Regions from separate parts of the Sus scrofa genome. Here region 1 is linked to region 2. The links are chromatin contacts, called in public HiChIP or PLAC-seq maps. All regions are on one chromosome and are shown on one strand. Each heading gives the region's core, a stretch centred on a gene start, on an enhancer-like site or on the middle of the called end of the contact. The rest is flanking DNA. Distances are from core to core; before and after follow the strand shown. Region 1 holds the start of TMEM156 (transmembrane protein 156). Region 2 holds the start of TLR6 (toll like receptor 6).

Region 1 (6,027 bases), core at 2,865-5,364, 160 kb after region 2:
CCATTTTCTCAATAAAAACAAAAAGAATATACAGAGAGACCATTTATCTACCAATGCAAATGAATGAGACAAGTACTTAGAAATCATCCCAAGCAAGGCTTGTTAGTATGGTAACCTAGCCAATGAGAGAATGAGGCCAGTTCTACCAAGGCACTGAAAAGCATTGTTTTTTGTAGTATGTTTTGGGCCAGGACATATTGTCTAAAATATAGATGTAAAAATACTCTGTCCATTGGTAGCCATTGTAAAACTATAATGATTCAGAAAATTCAATAAGAAATAAAACCTTACAACAATACAAATTTATCCATCTGGGTCTCTTCCTTCAGCCTGATGGTTTTCAAGATAGTCTCTCTTGAGAATGATGCTTGACCATTAATAAGTTGAAATATTTAACATTAAAATGAGTTACTACATATAAAAATGCTCGGTATACCGTACCTGTACATATAAGTATTTGTTAAATTAAAAAAAAAATTTAGTAGTCATGACTATATCCCAAACCTGATTGTGGATTATTCATTGAATTAGTCATGAGCCAGTCAATAAGAAGATAAAGCACCCATTTTTGAGGACGAGGATCACAATTTCAGAAATTAATTACAGTTGCCCTTGATAACACCATTCTTTATAATCTAGACATGAGTAATGTACACATATGCTCACATACTTCAGGGTTTATCCTATAGTTTGAGAGTGTTCAAAGTTCCTCTATCCTTTGTTTTCTTCAATGTCACTGCTCACGATCCAGCCATGTCCTTCACAAAGTGTGAAATGGAAGGGAAATGAAAGCTGATAAACATAGTGTATGTCAGTTTGGCTCTTAAAAATAAGAGAGGAAGTCAAAACAGCCAGATAAAATCAGGTTTGAGGTGTTTTCATCGGTGTTATCCCTGGTCCTCATCACCGCAATCAGGAATATACTCATATAACTCACTACAATTGCTGGCTTCAAGAAGGTCTGAGATGGCAACACAAGGATCTTTTATTTGAAAATCAATAACAATTGCTTCTTTTAGAAAGTGCTCCTGTAAATAGCCAAGGAGAAGTATTAGGTGATCATTAAGCCTCTGACAGTTATATCTCTTTACAAGTAAAAATGGAAGAAACATCCTCCCCCAGACAGTACTGAAAGCAACTTTTATGTTCGCATTGCATCTTTTTCCATCGCTATTTTTGTAATTACAGTATTGTATTTAATTATTTACCAGTCAGTGCTCCCCTTGACTGAAACCTTTTTGGAGGAAGAGTTGCCTTTCATTTTTGTAGCCTTGGGTTCCTAGTACCGTTAGACACTATTTGTAAGTAAAAGAATAAGTAAAAGATCACTAAGATTTATATGAGTGAGTTAACCAGGTCTCTCTCATAAATACTGTAAGTCTACCAAAAGCAGGTTGGTGAAGACTCTTGCTGAGAACAACCCAGCTCCCTTAATTGCAAGAAGCTCTGAATAAAAATGTTCTATTTCTATTTTCAAATGCAATGTAAGAGTGTGACACCATTGTGTTAACTACTGTATCTTAGTAAACGCTGCCTTTCCAATAAAGTGAAAGCTAGAATAGGCGAGCTTGCCATTAAACTTATAAAAGCTCCAAACGCCATTAAAGAAGTTGCCCTTCTTTGGTAAAGTTAGACTGAATCGTTTATGCTATGTAATTATAATAATTGAGTATTCTGAGCAATGATTATTCAGAGACTCAGACACATTCTTGATAAATGATCAAACAGAGGGCTCTATTTTTAACTTAGGCCTTCGGAAGGTTTATTATTTCAAAATCAAGTCTATTAAACTTTGTAAATACGTGATTCCTCATTAAGATTCCTTTTGAATTCATTTGACATGTTAAAAACAATCTGTAAATAATTTCTAATAATTCATAAATAAAAATTACTTAATAATATTTATCTTAGAAATTAAAGTGAATAGAACATAAGAAAAAAAATGAAAAAAAAAAAAAAAACCCAAGTAACTGATAGGGAGGGTAAGACTACAGGGGAGACTCTCAAGGTTAATTTTAGCACTTCTAGAATACTTTTATCTTCTAAATAATCTTACCAAATATTTTATTTTATGAAGTATACTAATTAACAAGTCATTTCATTTCATAAGGCAACTAGTACTGTGATTAAAAATTACTTTAAAAAAAGGCAAAGCAATTATGTGTCCTTAGTTTAATCAATGTGGGACTGTATCAAATGAGGTGACATGAACTGGCCCCTGGTGGTCTATAAACCTTTATAAAATGGAAACCTTTTTATTACACTATTGCATGTAAAACATTTTGCTTAATAACCAATTTTCATTTCTGGTGGCTCCATGCAAAATTCCTTCTACCCCAAAATGACATTAGGACAAGATGGTGTTTTTCAGTCATGTTTGTTTATTGGCCCCAAGCAGATTTCCTTTGAAATGAAATTCTCCAACAAATCTAACACTCCAAAAAGAGTTGGAGGAAATATCTACATAGCCCTTGGGCCAAGAAAAGAGAAATGGCAATTTTAAGTTTGAGGAAGTAGTAAGGATAATATTGAAAGTTATTGCAATCAGTTAGGAAACTAAGAGAACAAAATCATTATCAGTGATGGTTGATGATGGTTGAGACATCGGCCCCCCCCAAAGAAAAACTTTAACGTGCTGTTGTAGTCACCATTTCTCATAAAACACCAATCAATAGTTAGCAAATAGATCATTAAATCCTTTTAGGCTGGTTACCTGGTTTTCATTAGATCCCATCTGACTTTTTTGGAGGTTCTCAAGACATCCCTCTGACCTACCTTAGACAACTATCAATACTCTCAGCGCATTTAGGTTAAAAATTGAAATAGTTTATCTCCATCTCAATTCTATTTTTATATTTTCACTCAGTGAAATCAAGCATTAAAAATATATGCTATGATTGCTTGATCTAAGCGGCATAATGGCAGAAAACCAAGAGAAATTTGAAAAATTCAATTGCTCACAAAAGTGTACTTTCATAGTGTTTATTTAGCAAAAAAATAAAAATAAAAAAGTATCTGCTACTTGGAATCATGTATATGCAGTATTAAATGATCATTGCAATATGTCATCAAATGTAATTAGCAAAAATATTTTTATCTGGCCACTTAGTCTAATATATGTAACAATAAATCATTGCAAAAAGTTATCTAATATAAGCTTTTCTCTGATTTTAATCAAATTCAAGTAACTTTTTAATGATAGACTATAACATTTTCTTTTTACTTTTTCTTATTAAATTCTAGGGAGCACAATTCCCATTCAAACATCCACACTAATATATTTTCAAAATTTTTGCTGACATATAAATGTAGTTTAAATTTACATCTATTTATATTCCTATCCTAGGTTTCAACAATCATATCACAATTTTCTGAAATATTCAAAGTTAATTTTGTTCCATTTTTCTCTAGTTATAAGTATACACAGGCAAACATCTACTTAAATTTGCACACATCTTATTTTAGTTGTATTTTGAAAAAAAGCTAAATGTTCTTTTTCTTTTTCTTTTTCCAAAAAATGACAGTAAGTTACTTGTGTGAAGTAGTGGTGATGGAGGGAACTCAAGCACTGTTAACATAGCAAATGTTAGTTGCTTTACAAAATAAATCCCAGAATGTAAAAGCATCCTTAACACTGTTCTAAAAGACATTTTCAGAGAGCAAATCATATGATGAGATTATTGTAAACTCAATATGTGAAAGCTATACTACAGATTTTGGTTGTTTTTTTCATTTTTTTAAAAATTTTATCATTGTATGCTACAATAAAGCGCTTACTGTACCATGTAACAGTCAACTACAATTGCAATCTCAGTTTATTAGCTTTTCAGACCCAGAACTTTAGCCCATGCAGCATAAAGCCAAAGAAAAAGATCTTTCCTGTAACCACTAGCTGACATAATTTTTTTTAACTCAAAAAAGGAAAACTAGATTGTAATTAAATACTCACCTCTTGGTGTCTTGAAATATTCTGGCAAAATTAAAATGAACATGATCACTATTGCCAAAAGTAATTTAAGGAGGGCTGTTTTTGTCATGTCTATTCACATGACACATGTGTTCCCCTCAAGTACATTGAAGGCATACTTCTTCCTGGTTTAAGTTTCATTTCTGAGGTACTTTAAGTGCATGCATTTGCCTCATACTCATTTCCTTTTTGGTAAGACTTTGTAAAAAGGAGGGCTTGAACTGAGACTTCTTCATTTTGAGTCACTTTCCACTCAGAAAACTTCTTCTTCTTTTTTTATTTTTTTTTTTTTAGGTTTAAACTTCCTTTATTTCTTTGCTCATTTACTTTAATGAAATTATATTATGATTCTGGTTGAATCTATATTCAATCTTTAATGGCTATGCAAATATTCATGGCTGAGCCAAGCATGTTATGTTTGTGTTTCCTTCCTTGTGTACATATTTTGTTTTTCCTGGAGTTCAATTACCCCTGTCTTTTCATTCATTTACTTTTTGTTGAGTCTCTAAGTCTCTTTTTTAGCAGTTCTTTAAAATTCTGTGTGATTTTCTGAGGATGAGCTAACCCATGAGCTCTGCATTTTTTCCTGAAGACATTCCTTCTGGAAGGTTCTGTCCTCTTCTGTCTGGATTGGTTAATCAGATCCTGCATTATTGTCATCATGGGACTTTACTATCATCTTGAGAATGATGTGCTTAATCCTAATTTCTGGATCCTGTAGCTTTAGTTTTCTTAAAGATTTTTCAGATCTAAAAATGTCTTGCCTATGTTCTCAGCTGTATGATAGGTGGGCTTGGTATAGAATTCTCGACTGAATTGTCACTCAGGATTTTGAGGTATGGCCCATTGTCTGCTAGCTTCTAATGGTACAGATAAGTTTGTTGACCTGATTCCAAGTGTTTTCTTATGTGACCTATTTTTTCCAATCTCAGGAAGTTTTAGAATCTTTATCTCTGGTTTGAAATTTTGGAATTTCACATTTATATGGCTTGATGTAGATACTTTTAAAATTCATTATGCTAAGCACTGAGTGTGCCCCTTAAAACTCCATCAGTTCAACGGGCATTTTTTGAATTAAATACTTGAGAATTTCATCCTCTTGTTTCTTCTATTCACTCTTTCAAGAATGCTGTTAGGTTCTGGCTTTTCAAGATTATTCTGATTTTTTTTTCTTATTTTTCAATTCTATTCTTAATCTCCTTGTATCTTCTACTCTACTTTTACCGTTACTTTATCATCCAGACCTTTAATAGACATCTTTTTTCCAAGGTTTTATACATTTCTAAGGGGGTCTTCTTTTAATTTAGTCATTTTAAATTGTAGCTTATTTCTGTTTTAAGGTTAAAATATATTTCTTTAAAGATATATGAGGGAGAGTTCCCTGGTGGCCTAGCAGTTAAGGACTCAGCATTGTCACTGCTGTGGCTCAGGTTTGATCCCTGGCCTGGGCAACTCTAAGAAAACTATCTTCTATTAGCACTTTCAAAATGTCATCTAAGCAACAGGAGTAGAGAAATGATCTCAAGAGGTAAAGGGGTCTTTTCCTCATTTAAATTTAAATCTATTTCCCTATGCTCACCAAACTGTGTGAGTAAAAATAAACCCACAATACAATCACCAAAATGAAATGATGAATATCAGTTATGTCTAGGTTACAAGGACATCATTCATTCATTCACTTATTAATTGATGGTTGACTCCCTTTTACATGCCAGGCACTGTCCCGGGTTCTGGGGTTCAGAAAACAACATGTCTCAAGACAGTAAACAGTACAGTGTGTAAGGATAAACTAAAGACACCTGCAAGATTTTGGTTCTACTTTACTGCTTTGTATAAAAGCAGAAGAACGGAACTTGTCATTATACCTATATACACTATGATTATTAGTTCAGAATCCACATTTTCCATTCCTGTTTCTTTTTTTTTTTTTTTTTTTTTTTGTCTTTTTTGCTATTACTTTGGGCTGCTCCTGTGGCATATGGAGGTTCCCAGGCTAGGGGTCGAATCAGAGCTGCAGCCCCCGGCCTACACCAGAGCCACAGCAACATGGGATCCAAGCC
Region 2 (6,824 bases), core at 2,138-4,637:
ATTATATGATTGTCAAAGTGAAAAATCCAGGAGAAGTGACTGAAAAACAGTTATAACCAGTGAAAGAGTAAATAGCGGGACCAGTACAAAATAAGTTATTTTTAAAAAAGAAATCAGCTTGTCCAAAAATAGGTTGTCAAATAAATTATAGTATCTCCATATAATTAAATATTTCTGTGTGACCTTTATAAATAATGAAAATCTAATTCCATGGAAAATTGATCACTATATGTGACAAAAAGTAGTTTACAAAATGTATAGCAGTTAATACATACACATGCATGTGGAAAAATTAGTAAGATACATACCAGGATATTAACAGTAATTAACTTTACATGGTAAAACTATAAAGAGGTTTTATTTTCCTCTTAGCTGTTACCTGTGCTTTTCAAATTTTCAACATTTAATATTAAGTAGATCTATAAACCAACAATGGAAAAAATAAAAATCATTTTAAAAAAACATTTTGTACACCTTAAACAAATATATGTCTATATTTCAATAAAACTGGAAAAATACATAAAAGAAAATAAAACTTATTCCTAAATAATCTCAAAAAAATAAAAAAAAAATAAAATTAAGTAGAGCACATTATTTGCTCAGAAAATTTACCTCCCCAAATCAACAGTCAATAATATGAATGCCAATCTCAAAAAATAAAAATAAAAAAATGCATATTAAAGCAACACAGGATATAACATCTAAGTGAAACTTCTGATATTGGATTGGATCTTAATTTAGACAGACCTGCTATAAAAGTTATTTGAATAACGCGGTGAGAAAGGATTTTAAGATGGACCAGGTATTAGACTCTATTAGGAAATAATGTTAATTTTTGATAATGTTATTTGGCTATAGGAAAATGCACTTTTTTTAGAGATATAGAATTAAAGCATTTAGAAATGAAATGTCAGAATGCCTATAATTTCAGATATTTAAGCATAAAAAGATAAAGTGAATCAAATGGGAATGGTTTCTTAAATATTTTTTAAAGGTATGATTATTTTCACCTACCAATTTGGGAAAATCCAAAAATATAATACCCAGTGTTGATAGGTGGAACTAAAATGACTCATTTACTGCCAGCAGGAATGAAAAATTAGTACCACCTTTCTGAAGGGCAATTTTTTCACATTTGTAAATTCCTTAAAAATATGCTTACCCTTATTTTAGGAATTCCACCTATCGGAATTTTCTTATTAAGGAATACACATAAAAATATTACTATGAGGATGCTGCTCATAAAATGACGAAATACTGGAAAAAAATGATAAGGACTAGTGTTTAATCAGTTATGGTACACCCATACCATGATGTAGCATGCAGTCTCAACTATTGCCTTTTTAAAAAATAATGTTATATGAATAATGGAATATAAGATTGTTTCCATAAAATTTTAAAAATGAAAAATAAGTAAATTAAGTGTCACCACCCCACCAAAAAAAATAAATCATGTGTATGGTAGGACTCTAATTTTGTAAAATATGATTAAAACCTGACATACACACAATGCCTAGGGGGAAAAAAGAATAGGGGGAAATATATAAAATGCAACTAGTGGTTATCTCTGGATCTCTAAATCACTGACGAATGTAATTTCCTTCCTCATACTTTTGTATATTTCCAAAATCTGTAACTTCTTAACATCGTTTATAAGTTGAAAGGCTTGTCTTAAAATACAGCTAATGTAAAATATTTTATTTTATTATTTATTTATTTGTTTGTTTTTTTATGGCCACACCCACGGCATATGGAAGTTCCCAGGCTAGGGCTCAAACTGGACCTGCAGCTGCCACCCTACACCACGGCCACAGCAACGGCCAGATCTGAGCCACGTCTGTGACCTACACCACAGTTAATGGCAATGCCGGATCCTTAACCCACTGAGCGAGGCCAGGGATGGAACTTGTGTCCTTATGGATGCTAGTCGGGTTCGCTACTGCTGAGCCATGACAGGAACTCCTAAAAATACTTTATATTTAAAGAAATGCACTTATGTTATTTGTATAAAGAGAGAGAGAACGTCTTTCACGTGGTACTAGGTAATTGACATCCCTGAGAGCGAACCCACTCAGTGGTTTCTGGACGGTGTGTGTGTTCAGGGTACTGAAACTTAGCACTAGGTGGGAAAGTTGTTCAGCCTCCCTTCTATCACCCTGCCTCCAAAACATTAATATTCCTCCCCAGTCATTTATACCCTCAGGCGCTTCCTAGTGTTTACATTTAAGCCCGGAGCTTCTCTACTTAAGCAATGAAGTCCTACTTGCACAGCGCAGGGAACTCTTACCCAGCGTCTTGCAACAGAACATGATTGAAGATGATAGGAGAAAAAAAATCTATACATATATGTATGACTGGGTCACTCTGCTGTACAGCAGAAATGGACACAACATTGTAAATCAACTATGCTTTAATGTCTTTGTAAAGGAGAGAAAGAAGGGAAATGAGAGCGGAAGATTAGAGAGTTCACTTTTTTTAAAAAAAAGGAAGTGAAAAAAGATAAAAGGTAAAAGGTGTTTTGTTTTTCCTTTAATGCATCAAATGAAAGGGCGGTGAGGGGGGAGACAGAGGAGGCTCTATATCAAGGGGGGAAAAAGGATGATGGATAGAATCTATGAAAATTGAAACCCTGAAAAAGGAAAAACCGAAAAAACACCGTGCAATTCCTGAGCAAATCAACAAATATGCTAGAGAAATACTGCTTTATTTGTTAGAGTTTAGGTGAGAAAGTTGAGTAAGGCAAGTCCTGGGCCAGTTCTGCCACTTCCTCCGTTAATAAATGTTTATTCAGGGTGTAGTATGTGACAGCACTGAAGTGGACCTTAGCTAGGGACCTAAATATCAATAGCATCGGCATAATTCCTGCTTTCAAAAGCTTGTAAATTAGTGACAGACACAAATAAACAATTATAGAACCATGTGACAGGGAGGATCAAACACTCGTATCTACTATAAAAATACATAACATTTGATAGGTGCCATATTAGCGCCACAAACTAAACGTTACTAAAAACAAGGAACTAGGAAAAAGTGAAAAGAGAAAATGTAAGAGACAAAAACAGAGGAAAGAAAAAGCATTTTAGTTATTTTCCTTAACTATGACAAGAGCTCGTTATTTTGATATCTTTCAATATAGCCGTATCTTTATCGTTCTTGTATTATTTAAAGGACATTTGCAACATTCAAAAGCAAAACTAAAAAACCTGAAAGTCATTTTGCAAAAACTTCAAAGAAACGTTACCTATTTCCTGCACAATCGTTAGCATTTTCTTGATTATTTGAAGTAATGATTCCAGAATTTGAAAAAGCCACAAAAACCTTTTCACTTACCAAGATTTCTTTCTCAGAAGAGGAAATAACTTTTCCTCGGAGGAGAAGAAAATGCAAGTCCTTACTTTAAGTAAAGCAATACCATAGAAACTGTTTTGTGCCATCTGTCGGACATTACTAGAATTACTCCTGCCTACAAATTGCCCCTTCGAAGGTCACGTGTGAAGCAGGTTTTACTGGGCTACAGACTAAAACAGTAATCAAATTTTTAAATTCATATGAACATGCAGCTTATGACAAAGTGTGAAGAAAAATGTTTTTCTAAGATAATATACATCTGTAAGAGTTTTGCAGGCTGACTTAAATTATCACCATAATGGAAAGTTATTCAATTTTGCCTTGTTTCTATTATCACCATATTTAATATTTCCAAAATAATTGAAAATACTATTATCAAGAAATTTTGGAGCATTATTTTAGATACTTCACAATAAAATACTCTTACGTTCGAGAACTGGGTTTTTTATTGTTGTTGATTTTATAATCAACTTTCAGGGATAGTTCAGGAAATTGCATCCTATTTCTCCAAGTTCTGACCAACATTTTGGCATTTTTAGATGTTTTCATTCTCAATTCTAGAATAATAAATAACCCTGAGATCCTACGAGCCTAATTAAAAATCAATTTTTTGGGGGGGTGTGTCTTTTTGCCTTTTCTAGGGCCGCTCTCGCGGCATATGGAGAGTCCCAGGCTAGGGGTCGAATCGGAGCTGTAACCACCGGCCAGAGCCAGAGCCACAGCAAGGCGGGATCCGAGTCATGTCTGCGACCTACACCACAGCTCATGGCAACACCGGATCGTTAACCCACTGAGCAAAGCCAGGGATCGAACCCACAACCTCATGGTTTCTTGTCGGATTCGCTTCAGCTGCACCACGAGGGGAGCTCCTAAAAATCAATTTTTAAAGGTCATTTGGAATAATTTTAGAACAATATCAAGTTTAATGACACAAAAAGAGAATGTCTGGTTAACCAGACACATCCGGCCAGGATACCCTATTTCCAAGACTTTTCTTTAATTGAGGTTCTGTAAAGAACTGAACATCTGAAATAATCATTCGACAGTTAATTCCACTGTCTGGCATTATCTCATCATTAAAAAAATCAAAGTAAAACTCCGCAGTCCGACTCACAACACAGGGGTAAGAATCACTTCTGCTTTCAGAAGGAAGAGAAAGGCCAGCTTCTTACTATTCATTCTTACTCATCAAACCTAACGGGAAGCCTTCTAAGATCCGGGGTCAGGGGCGGTCAGCAAGGAGTGGATGGTCTCTGCTGAATGAGCAGAAGGGTCAGCTAGAGAGGGCTGGTGTCTGGGACGCTGGGAAACCAGCTTTGTGAACCAGGCAGAGCAGAAAGGAATCAGCTACGGCTTTGGGGAATTTCAGGCAACACTGGACCAAAGTCTTTAAGAAACATGCACACAAGAGTTCCTGCTGTGGTGCTGTGGGTTAAGAATCTGACTGCAGTGGCTTGGATCACTGCGGAGGTACAGGTTTGATCCATGGCCCCCGGGAAGCAGATTAAAGGATCCAGTCTGCGAATGTTGCTGGGTATGTCGTAGCTGTGGCTCAGAGTCAATCCCTCTGAATTTGAGGGATATGGGAACTTCATATGCCAGATGTGTGGCCATAAAATTTAAAAAAGAAAAAGAAAAAGAAATACGCACACATGCTCGCAGGCGCACGCACACATATCACTGAAGATTTGGTAACATCACACAGTGACAAAATGCGAGTATTTGGATACAAACGTTTATTAGGGCATTGCATGATGACACTGGTTTTCTGGAACAAGGGGACGATTCTTATTGAAGCTCTTATAATTCTGAGAAATGTCTTTAAGGAAATGACAAAACCCACAAAATCGGGTAATGTGGAAGACAGCATGGCAGTGGCACAAACAAGCAGGCAATGCTTGGCAAACCCCTCACAAGGCCATGTCCAGGCTGTGTGGCCTGGGGCAAGTTGCTTAACCTCAAAAGCTCTGTTTATTCATCCATCAAGTGGAAGTGCTTATGATTTTTAGGGAAGATAATGAATAAAAAGTGGCTGGAATAGTTACTGATACAGAAGACAAGTCATCTTAGCAGGGAATTGTGGAATTCTATGCAAGCCTTACCGGTTTTCTACTGAGGTGGCAAGACTTCAGGATATTTGATTAAATGAAGAAAAGCAAAGGGCAGAGTATGGCGAGTGTGACAGCATTTGCATAAAATCTGGTCTCTCAGACATCTGCAGAAGGTTCCTTCTTGTCAGGAATAAGACACTTATGGAAGAGGGACACAGAGAGAGAAAGGAACTGGCCAGCTGCAAACAGAGGGAGAGACTGGGATTTTTGTAGCCATGAGCCAGGGAATACCCAGAACCACCAGAAGCTGGCACCCCTGCCATCACCCTGATTTTGAACTTCGGACCTCCTTAACTGGGAGAGAGGACATTTCGGTTGTTTTAAGCCACCTGATTTTGGAGTATTTGTTATGGCAGCCATAGGGGTCTAATACAAGGCTCTATAGGCTTGTGTGATATATGCATAAAAATCTTTTTCTGAGGGGACACTTAAGAATCCTTTGCCTTTGAGCAAAAGAACCAAGGAAGAGAGAGATTTTTACTCACCATTTTATATTCTTTTGTCCTGTTTGAATTTTTTTACTACATACATGCATTACTTATTTATTTATTTATTTTTGTCTTTTTGCTATTTCTTTGGGCCGCTCCTGCGGCATATGGAGGTTCCCAGGCTAGGGGTCGAATCGGAGCTGTAGCCGCTGGCCTACGCCAGAGCCACAGCAACGCGGGATCCGAGCCGCGTCTGCAACCTACACCACAGCTCACGGCAACGCCGGATCGTTAACCCACTGAGCAAGGGCAGGGATCGAACCCGCAACCTCATCGTTCCTAGTCGGATTCATTAACCACTGTGCCACGATGGGAACTCCTACTTTTATTTTTTAAAATAAAATAGCATTACAGTAGACAAGATAACATAGTCTAAAGCCAGCAAATACATTATCTCCATACAAACAGAAGCAAAACACTAAAAATTTTTACTATAGTTGATTTACAATGTTCTGTCAATTTCTGCTGTACAGCAAAGTGACCCAGTTATATATACACACACACACACACACACACACACACACACACACACACATTCTTTTCCTCATATTATCTTCTACCATGTTCTATCATAAGTGATTGGATATAGTTCCTTGTACTATACAGCAGGACTTCATTGCTTATCCATGCTAAATGTAATAGTTTGCATCTACAAACCCCAAACTCCCATTCCATCCTACTCCCTCCCTTTCCCCCTCAGCAACTACAAGTCTGCTCTCCATGTCTGTGAGCCTGTTTCTGTTCTGTAGATAGGTTCATCTGTGCCGTATTTTAGATTCCACATATAAGTGATATCATATGGTATTTGTCTTTCTCTTTCTGATTTAACATCACTTAGTATGAGAATCTCTAGTTCTATCCATGTTGCAGCAAATGG

What was found. HiChIP or PLAC-seq counts read pairs in DNA pulled down with a chosen protein or histone mark.
Region 1: an H3K27ac HiChIP or PLAC-seq map of alveolar macrophages shows a contact between it and region 2. The contact joins the promoter of TMEM156 here to the promoter of TLR6 in region 2. A contact is called at or near these places in 1 of 47 Hi-C or Micro-C datasets (heart right ventricle) and 1 of 2 datasets of contacts at active chromatin or transcription factors (alveolar macrophages).

Annotation. Positions count from the first base shown.
Region 1 is chr8:30,338,519-30,344,545 of Sscrofa11.1, forward strand. TMEM156 (transmembrane protein 156) reads right to left here and starts at 4,115. Exons shown (of 7, transcript XM_013978595.2): 1 at 3,950-4,115. The coding sequence starts at 4,037.
Region 2 is chr8:30,177,263-30,184,086 of Sscrofa11.1, forward strand. TLR6 (toll like receptor 6) reads right to left here and starts at 3,388. Exons shown (of 2, transcript NM_213760.2): 1 at 3,331-3,388.